Linked DNA regions of Mus musculus: region 2 is linked to region 1. A link is a contact called in public Hi-C data. All regions are on one chromosome and are shown on one strand. Each heading gives the region's core, a stretch centred on a gene start, on an enhancer-like site or on the middle of the called end of the contact. The rest is flanking DNA. Distances are from core to core; before and after follow the strand shown.

What was found. Hi-C and Micro-C count contacts between places; a contact is called where the count stands out from the background.
Region 2: a contact with region 1 is called in a Hi-C map of the AML12 cell line, with 1.9 times the contacts expected there. The contact joins two enhancer-like sites. A contact is called at or near these places in 2 of 484 Hi-C or Micro-C datasets (the AML12 cell line and beige adipocytes).

What each region holds. Positions count from the first base shown.
Region 1 is chr13:31,392,189-31,395,686 of GRCm38.p6, reverse strand. All of the region lies in intron 4 of G630018N14Rik (a long non-coding RNA gene), which reads left to right. Among named protein-coding and RNA genes, the nearest start is that of G630018N14Rik, 15 kb to the left of the region's middle. Within about 2 kb of position 1,951, at least 2 of the 459 cell types and tissues checked have an H3K27ac peak or open chromatin away from gene starts, as enhancers often do. A contact at or near this core is called in the AML12 cell line, where this site is marked.
Region 2 is chr13:31,529,421-31,532,918 of GRCm38.p6, reverse strand. No RefSeq gene overlaps it. Among named protein-coding and RNA genes, the nearest start is that of Foxq1, 27 kb to the left of the region's middle. Within about 2 kb of position 1,573, at least 30 of the 459 cell types and tissues checked have an H3K27ac peak or open chromatin away from gene starts, as enhancers often do. A contact at or near this core is called in the AML12 cell line, where this site is marked.

The DNA.
Region 1 (3,498 bases), core at 702-3,201:
ATGACCCATGCCAATCAAAAGGGCATCAATGAGAGTTGCTCCATAAGCCATTCATCTTGTTAGGTCCTACTTCCTAACACAGTCACATTTTAGATCAAAGGCCAACAGATGACAGTGGCCATACACCAAGAGAGAAGCAAACTGTATTTTTTATTAGATATTTTCTTCATTTACATTTAAAATTATATCCCAGAGGTCCCCTATACCCTCCCCCCACCCCGCCCTGCTCCCCTACCCACTCACTCCAACTTCTTGGCCCTATACTGGGGCATATAAAGTTTGCAATACCAAGGTCCCTCTCTTCCTAATGATGGCCAAGTAGGCCATCTTCTGCCTCATATGCAGCTATAGACACGAGCTCTGGGGGTACTGATTATTTCATATTGTTGTTCCACCTATAGGGTTGCAGACCCCTTCAGCTCTTGGGTACTTTCTCTAGCTCCTCCATTGGGAGCCCTGCGTTCCATCCTATAGATGACTGTGAGCATCCACTTCTGTATTTGCCAGGCACTGGCAAAGCCTCACAGGAGATAGCTATATCAGGGTCCTTTTAGCAAAATCTTGCTGGCATATGCAATAGTGTCTACGGTTGGTGGCTGATTATGGGATGGACCCCTGGGTGGAGCAGTCTCTGGATGGTCTATCCTTTCGTCTTAGCTCCAATCTTTGTCTCTGCAACTCCTTTCATGGATATTTTATTCCCTATTCTAGGGAGGAATGAAGTATCCACACATTGGTCTTCCTTCTTGATTTTCTTGTGTTTTGGAAGTTGTATCTTGGGTATTCTAGGTTTCTGGGCTAATATCCACTTATCAGAGGTGAGTGCATATCAAGTGACTTCTTTTGTGATTGGGTTACCTCACTCAGGATGATATCCTTCAGATTCATCCATTTGTCCAAGAATTTCATAAATTCATTCTTTTTAATAGCTGAGTAGTACTCCATTGTGTAAATGTACCACATTTTCTGTATCCATTCCTCTGTTGAGGGACATCTGGGTTCTTTCCAGCTTCTGGAATTATAAGTAGGGCTTTATATGGCTTATAAATAGGGCTGCTAAGAACATAGTGGAACATGTGTTCTTATTACCAGTTGGAATATCTGGGTATATGCCCAGGAGAGGTGTTGCTGGATCTACTGGTAGTACTATGTCCAGTTTTCTGAGGAACCACCAGACTGATTTCCAGAGTGGTTGTACCAACTTGCAATCCCACCAGCAATGAAGGAGTGTTCCTCTTTCTTCACATCCTCTCGCCAGTATCTGGGGACTTGGGTGTAAATTTTAATGAATACGTTAAAGCTCTCAAGACCCTTGACCTCCAGAATAACTACCTCTGGACCACATAATGCCAATTTCATCTCAATAATCGACATGCCGGATCCTCTATTCATACTTACCTGGGCTCCTTGACCACAGTCTTTCTTCTAACCATAACCATGAATCTCTCATGTACTGGGGTTCATTCATACGATGTACTACACAGTTACAAACACTAAAAGTGAATGCTGACGATTCCAACCTCTGAACAGAAAGCCATAAACAGAGGCATATTAGGCACCTTCTTCTGTCTCTGACTCTCCTTTGGACTGCCTCCCCTGCCTCCTTCTCCTGGTCTCTTACTGTTGGAGATGCTGAACTGTGTTGAAAACCTTCCTCCTTTGGCCTTGCTCCAGACTCAGCTTTCCAAGTATGCTCAGCACCAGTCCAGGGTGAACTGTGGTCCAGTCAGAGGAGTTCAGGATAAAATCATCAGGACAAACTCCAAGTCTGGAAAGGACTCACATCTAATGTTGCCTGGTCTACTGCTGTTCCACTGTGATCCTCATCAGCACCTAGTGAGACAGCAACAGTGGCATTTGTGTCTCTGAAATTCTGGGGATAACAGGAGTCTAAGAACAGACAGTTGCCTTCATGGTTGAGTCTGCCTTCCCCCAAGGGCTGGACCAGCAAGACTCACTACCCTGGAATCCAAGAGAAGCTTTTTCTCTATGGCTGAATTCCTCTTAGAACTACACACATAGCATATTTTAACGTCAGATTTTTTTTTTTATCCAATTCATTGTTTCAGACCAGTCATTGGGGGAAAAAAAAGCAAATTTTCTGCCCCAAATGTCTTCATTTACCACATTTTTAATTCGTTTTTCAGAGAAATGACAGACTTGTGCAGACAAAGGAATTCCTCTGAAACTATGTTCTTTCGTGGAAAAAAAAAACACCCACATCTATTTACATTAGTAAAGTAAATAGATAGTCCAGACAGAAACATTTTCCTCTGATGCCCTCCCCTCTCTGTCTAGGAAGGATCTTCCCACAGGAAGCAGTGACGAAGATTGTGACAGCTGCTTAGACAGACACAGGTGGCCATTTCCCACGACACTCATTTGCATAAGCAGATAGCCTGTGCCTTTAGTGAAAGTCCTCCCTCACAGTCTCACAACCTGAATCCATCCTGCCCAGGGAGCTTGAATCGTCCATCCATCCATCTACCTATCTATCCACCCATCTATTTTTGTTTGAGACAAGGTCTTTCTATATCGCCCAAGCTGTCTGTGACCTAAGCTGTCCGAGAACTTGCAGTTTTCTTAGTTCTAAGTTCTAGAGTTATTGATGCATACCACCATGCTCAACTATGATTCCTTATTCTTTCTATAGTTCAACCATATGGCCCTACCTTTGAGTCTCTTAATTCTATGTAGCTCCTATGTCAATACACAAAATATATTTGGCTATTTTTCTACCATTAACATAGATTTTCCACTCATCTCATAGACTAAAATCTTCAGTAAGCAGAGATCATTTACAACTTCCCTGTAACTTAACATATAAAGTAGGAGGTATTGGAAGGTCTCTGACTTAAGGGGTGCCCCCCAAACTATGTCTCTCATTGGTCTATTAGGTTAGGATCAATAAAGAAATTTGACATGCCATTCCATCCCAGATTCCCACAGGAATGTTGATGCTTTGACTCCACACCAGTTCTGGTGGCGGGAAGGAGAACAGGGGAAGAAGCTTAGCTGGGGAGCAGGAAGAGGAGAGATGAAGACACTATTGACTCTGTCCTGACCTGAAACAGTTCCTTCTGCTACTGCTGAGTCAGTGGGTACAAATCTTGATTGACTTGGGTTTTTGTATGAGGTCAGAAAAGCCTTTCTAACAGAGAGGACGTCAGCTACAGAGAGGGGCAGTCAGGGAGCTGGCGGTAACTGCTAGGCAAATACCAACAGTCTTTGCTCAGTACAGGGAAGAAGTTGCCTTTTCAACCAAAAGTAGAGAAATCAATAGGTCAGAGACTGTCTTCAGGATGGTGTGGGGGAAACTCGGCAGCACATGGAGGAGCAAAGCTGTCTTCTTCCTTTGTCTATTGCAGAAACAGAATATGTGCATTAGTGTTTTGGCCATTTAACAAGAATAGAACTTTCTGGACTTACAAATCTGAGTCTGAGGAGAGCACAGTGCTGACACTATCTACATTATAACATAGCAGAGCATAGCACATG
Region 2 (3,498 bases), core at 324-2,823, 140 kb before region 1:
GTGCTTCCCTACTCCCGAGTCACACACTGTAGATGCTCAGTGCAGACTTAGAATCCAGCATTGGCTCTGCAGCAAAACTATTGTGGCTTGTTCTGAGCATCCTACAAGTGGCATCTCACTCTGTTGCTTGAGTGGCACAGATGTGAGCATTCTATGCCCATTTCTGCTGTGAGAACAGCCAGTAGTTGGAAGGACCATATAGAAATTTGTCTCCTTCTGCTAAAATACTGTCCTGCTTTAACATCTAGAAAAAAAAAAACAAAATCTGATAGAGACTTAGAATTTTTGCATGAATCTCAGCAAGCATTCATGTTCAGTCTGGACTACTTCAGTGTGATTTCATGTTACCCACTTACTGCCATATTTTGTGTTACAATGAGTGAAAAGGGCCCTTAGGAGCAAGTAATGACTATATCCACAGTGATTACTGTGACTCATAAATTTACATTTAAACACTTACAATGTAATACACAGTAAGAATTTAGATTTTAAGTACAGATTAACTGTGTTACATAAAATCCTGAGAAAAGTTCTGTGGCTATTGTCTGGGGACCTGAGAGCAGGGCCTTTTGTGGCTTCCTTCCTTTAAGAGTGTAGGTGTTCTGGAACTTAAGGTAGTTTGCTTAGAACAACAATGTTTTACAAAATTTTTGCTTCCAGCATTCAGGAAGCAGAAGGCACTGGCGACCGAGATTCACAGAGTTTCCGAGAGTCAGCTTCAAGTGATCTGAGTTGTGGCCAAAGAGGGCTCTGTGTCCTCCCAGAATACCCTGATCTTCTGATCTGTGTTAGAAATAGCAGGAATTGTGTGGGGGAGGAAACCCTACTAAATGCAGTCAGTCATTTGAAAAAAAAATGTGCCTTGTCATTAGCGGGGAGAGTGTGTCGTTGTGACTGTTTCTATTGCTTCAGCAAAGAGACAGATGCCCTGGCTGGTAGAGTTCTGGGTTCTGTGTGGGCCAGAAGATTGATGGAGTTTTCATTAGTATTTAATGGTGCAGAACAAAAGCCAGAAATAGGCCCTGAGAAACCAGAACAGAAACGAGACGGATTGGACCGTTTGCTTATTCAGCTGCAAAATGTCCTGCCTTCTATTGTGGTCACCCCCCACCCAGGGCGAAATGTGGTGTGGAGGACAGGAATGCCCCAGACTGCGGAGTAGCCTCTGTTGTCCCACTAATCAGCATGACTCGGCAGATGACAAATATTTAATTTAGGGAAAAAGCAGTAGTCCACAGTGTTACTGATATCAGGCAGCAACAAGATTAGTAACAATCCTTCCTGGTAGTAGCTAGAAGCCCAAATTAACAATGGGCCCAACCCAAAACATTTGTCCCCCCCCTCCCCCCCAACAAGGTGAAAGGAAACAACCCAGACTGACTATGGTTGTGCCTCTAAGCCGGAAAGACCTAGGCTCCTGCTTTCTGGTCTACTTCCCATATATCCCAATCCAGATTGGATGCTTGAGCTACAGTCAACTTGTCCACATTCCAGACAGCAGGAGGGGAAAACAGATAAGAGCAGAGTATCGGATTTTTGTACAGAATATTTCCCAGGGTTCGCAGTCAACAGTCCTTTGTTTATCTTAAACATGAGTTGGGCAACTGCTCTTAAGGTTACTGTCCTTGTTTGCATATCTCTGTGTCACTCCACCGCGTATCTCCTCATTCATCTGCTTAATTCATTTAACTAACTATGAATAGACTTCTTTCCCCAGGTGAGCTGTAAGAGGCACAAGTCAGATGTCTTTGCTGCTTTGGTGTGGGCTACTCCAACTAAACACCATACCCAGTGGCCTATTAACAAGAGAGTTGTATTGCCCAGAACCCTAAGGCTCGTTACAGTGTGGTCTATGTCCAGTACAGTGAGGGCTTGCTCCCCAATATACAGGCTGCCTTCTTCTTTTCACAGAATGGAAAGAAGGCATGAGAGCTCACTAGAGTCCCTATTATAAGGCTCAACTAGTAAGGTTCCATTCTCATGACTATCACCTCCCAAGGTGGCCTTCCCTGATATCACCTCAATGAAGACTAGCAAGTTAGTAACATGGATTTTAGGGTACTGCAGACATCTTGTCCAGAGCCCCCTTCATGGGAAACAACTTCTGGGTGAGATTCAACAGTATGCAAATGTGTGTTTAGTAGTTCATAACACATGCTCTGAGCAAACATTCCAGGTTTGGCTCCATGACAGATGATTGGATGGACAAACGGAACCAGTCTTTTCAAAAGTAGCTTAGCAAGGTCCCCACAGGGACTCATGTCCCAGCTTTAGGACCCAAAGCATAAAATCATTAGAGGCATTCTTAAAGGAACAACCTGTTAGCCTGTTTCTAGAGGTGACAGGTGAGAAAGTTCCTGCAGCCACACTGAGCTATCCTTAGCCTGTCTGCTGATGTGCAGGTTTCCCTGGGTGGTGAATGTGTCCAAAGCAATATTCATAACACATTATTCTTAACACAATAAGAATAATAAGCAATAAGAATAAGCAATATTCTTAACACATTAAGAACAAGTCTCTTACTGTTAGAGTTAATAAGCCTCATGTTTCTGGATACAGGAGTGAGTGAGGTCCTGTTCAAGTCTGACTAGTGCATGCTGGCTGTTATGTTCAGAGTCTGGTGTGAGGAATCAAGAAGGGAGAATCATCCATGAATCCTTGAAGATACTGTGGGCATAAATGTGTATAGCTTCCGTGAAGTGTGTAATCAGTGTGAGATTGGAACATCCAAGAAGGAGTGGCCTGGCAGGTGGGGAAAGGACACACTGTCATTTCTAACCAGATACAGGGGGATGAGAGGCAGGCCAGCTCTGAGCCTGGACAATAGCATCTCCTTTGGGTTATGATTATACTGGGATCGTGTAGATGGTTCCAGAAGATGTGAACCGGTGTGTAGGAACATGAAGCAGAGGGTCTTACCTTTCACGGAAGGGGACTTACGAATTTTGTTTTGAAGCATTTAAAGGAAGTTTTCAAGACTTATGGCCAAATACAGAAGTTATGAACAGAAGCCCTGCGGTGGGTTTTCTGGGTTATTCTATGAAGTCTAGGCTTGATGCTAATCAATCCTGGTGATCCAGAGCTTGGGCTCAAATAGGAGGGTTAGAGTTCAATATTAGTTCTGTCACTTAGAACCACAGAGGCACCCACGGGTCCTTTGGAAAGCTTCAGTTTATCAAAATACATTAGGAAGTACCACAAAAGACAGCTTTGAGTGAGGGTGAAGTAAGCCTGTGGGACAGGCAATACAGTAGGTTCATAGGTGGGAAGAGTTCATCTGTCATCTGAGATGTTCGAGCAAGGGCAAGATAAGCTATTAAGGCCACAGTGCATGAGATGTGTTTAATTTGAAAGGACACACACAGACACACAGACACACAGACACAGACACAGACACAGACACAGACACACACACACACACACACACACACACACCATTCTTCCTAAATGTTGATAATTGCTATATGCATTTTTACATTGCAAGTACCTGGAGGGTAT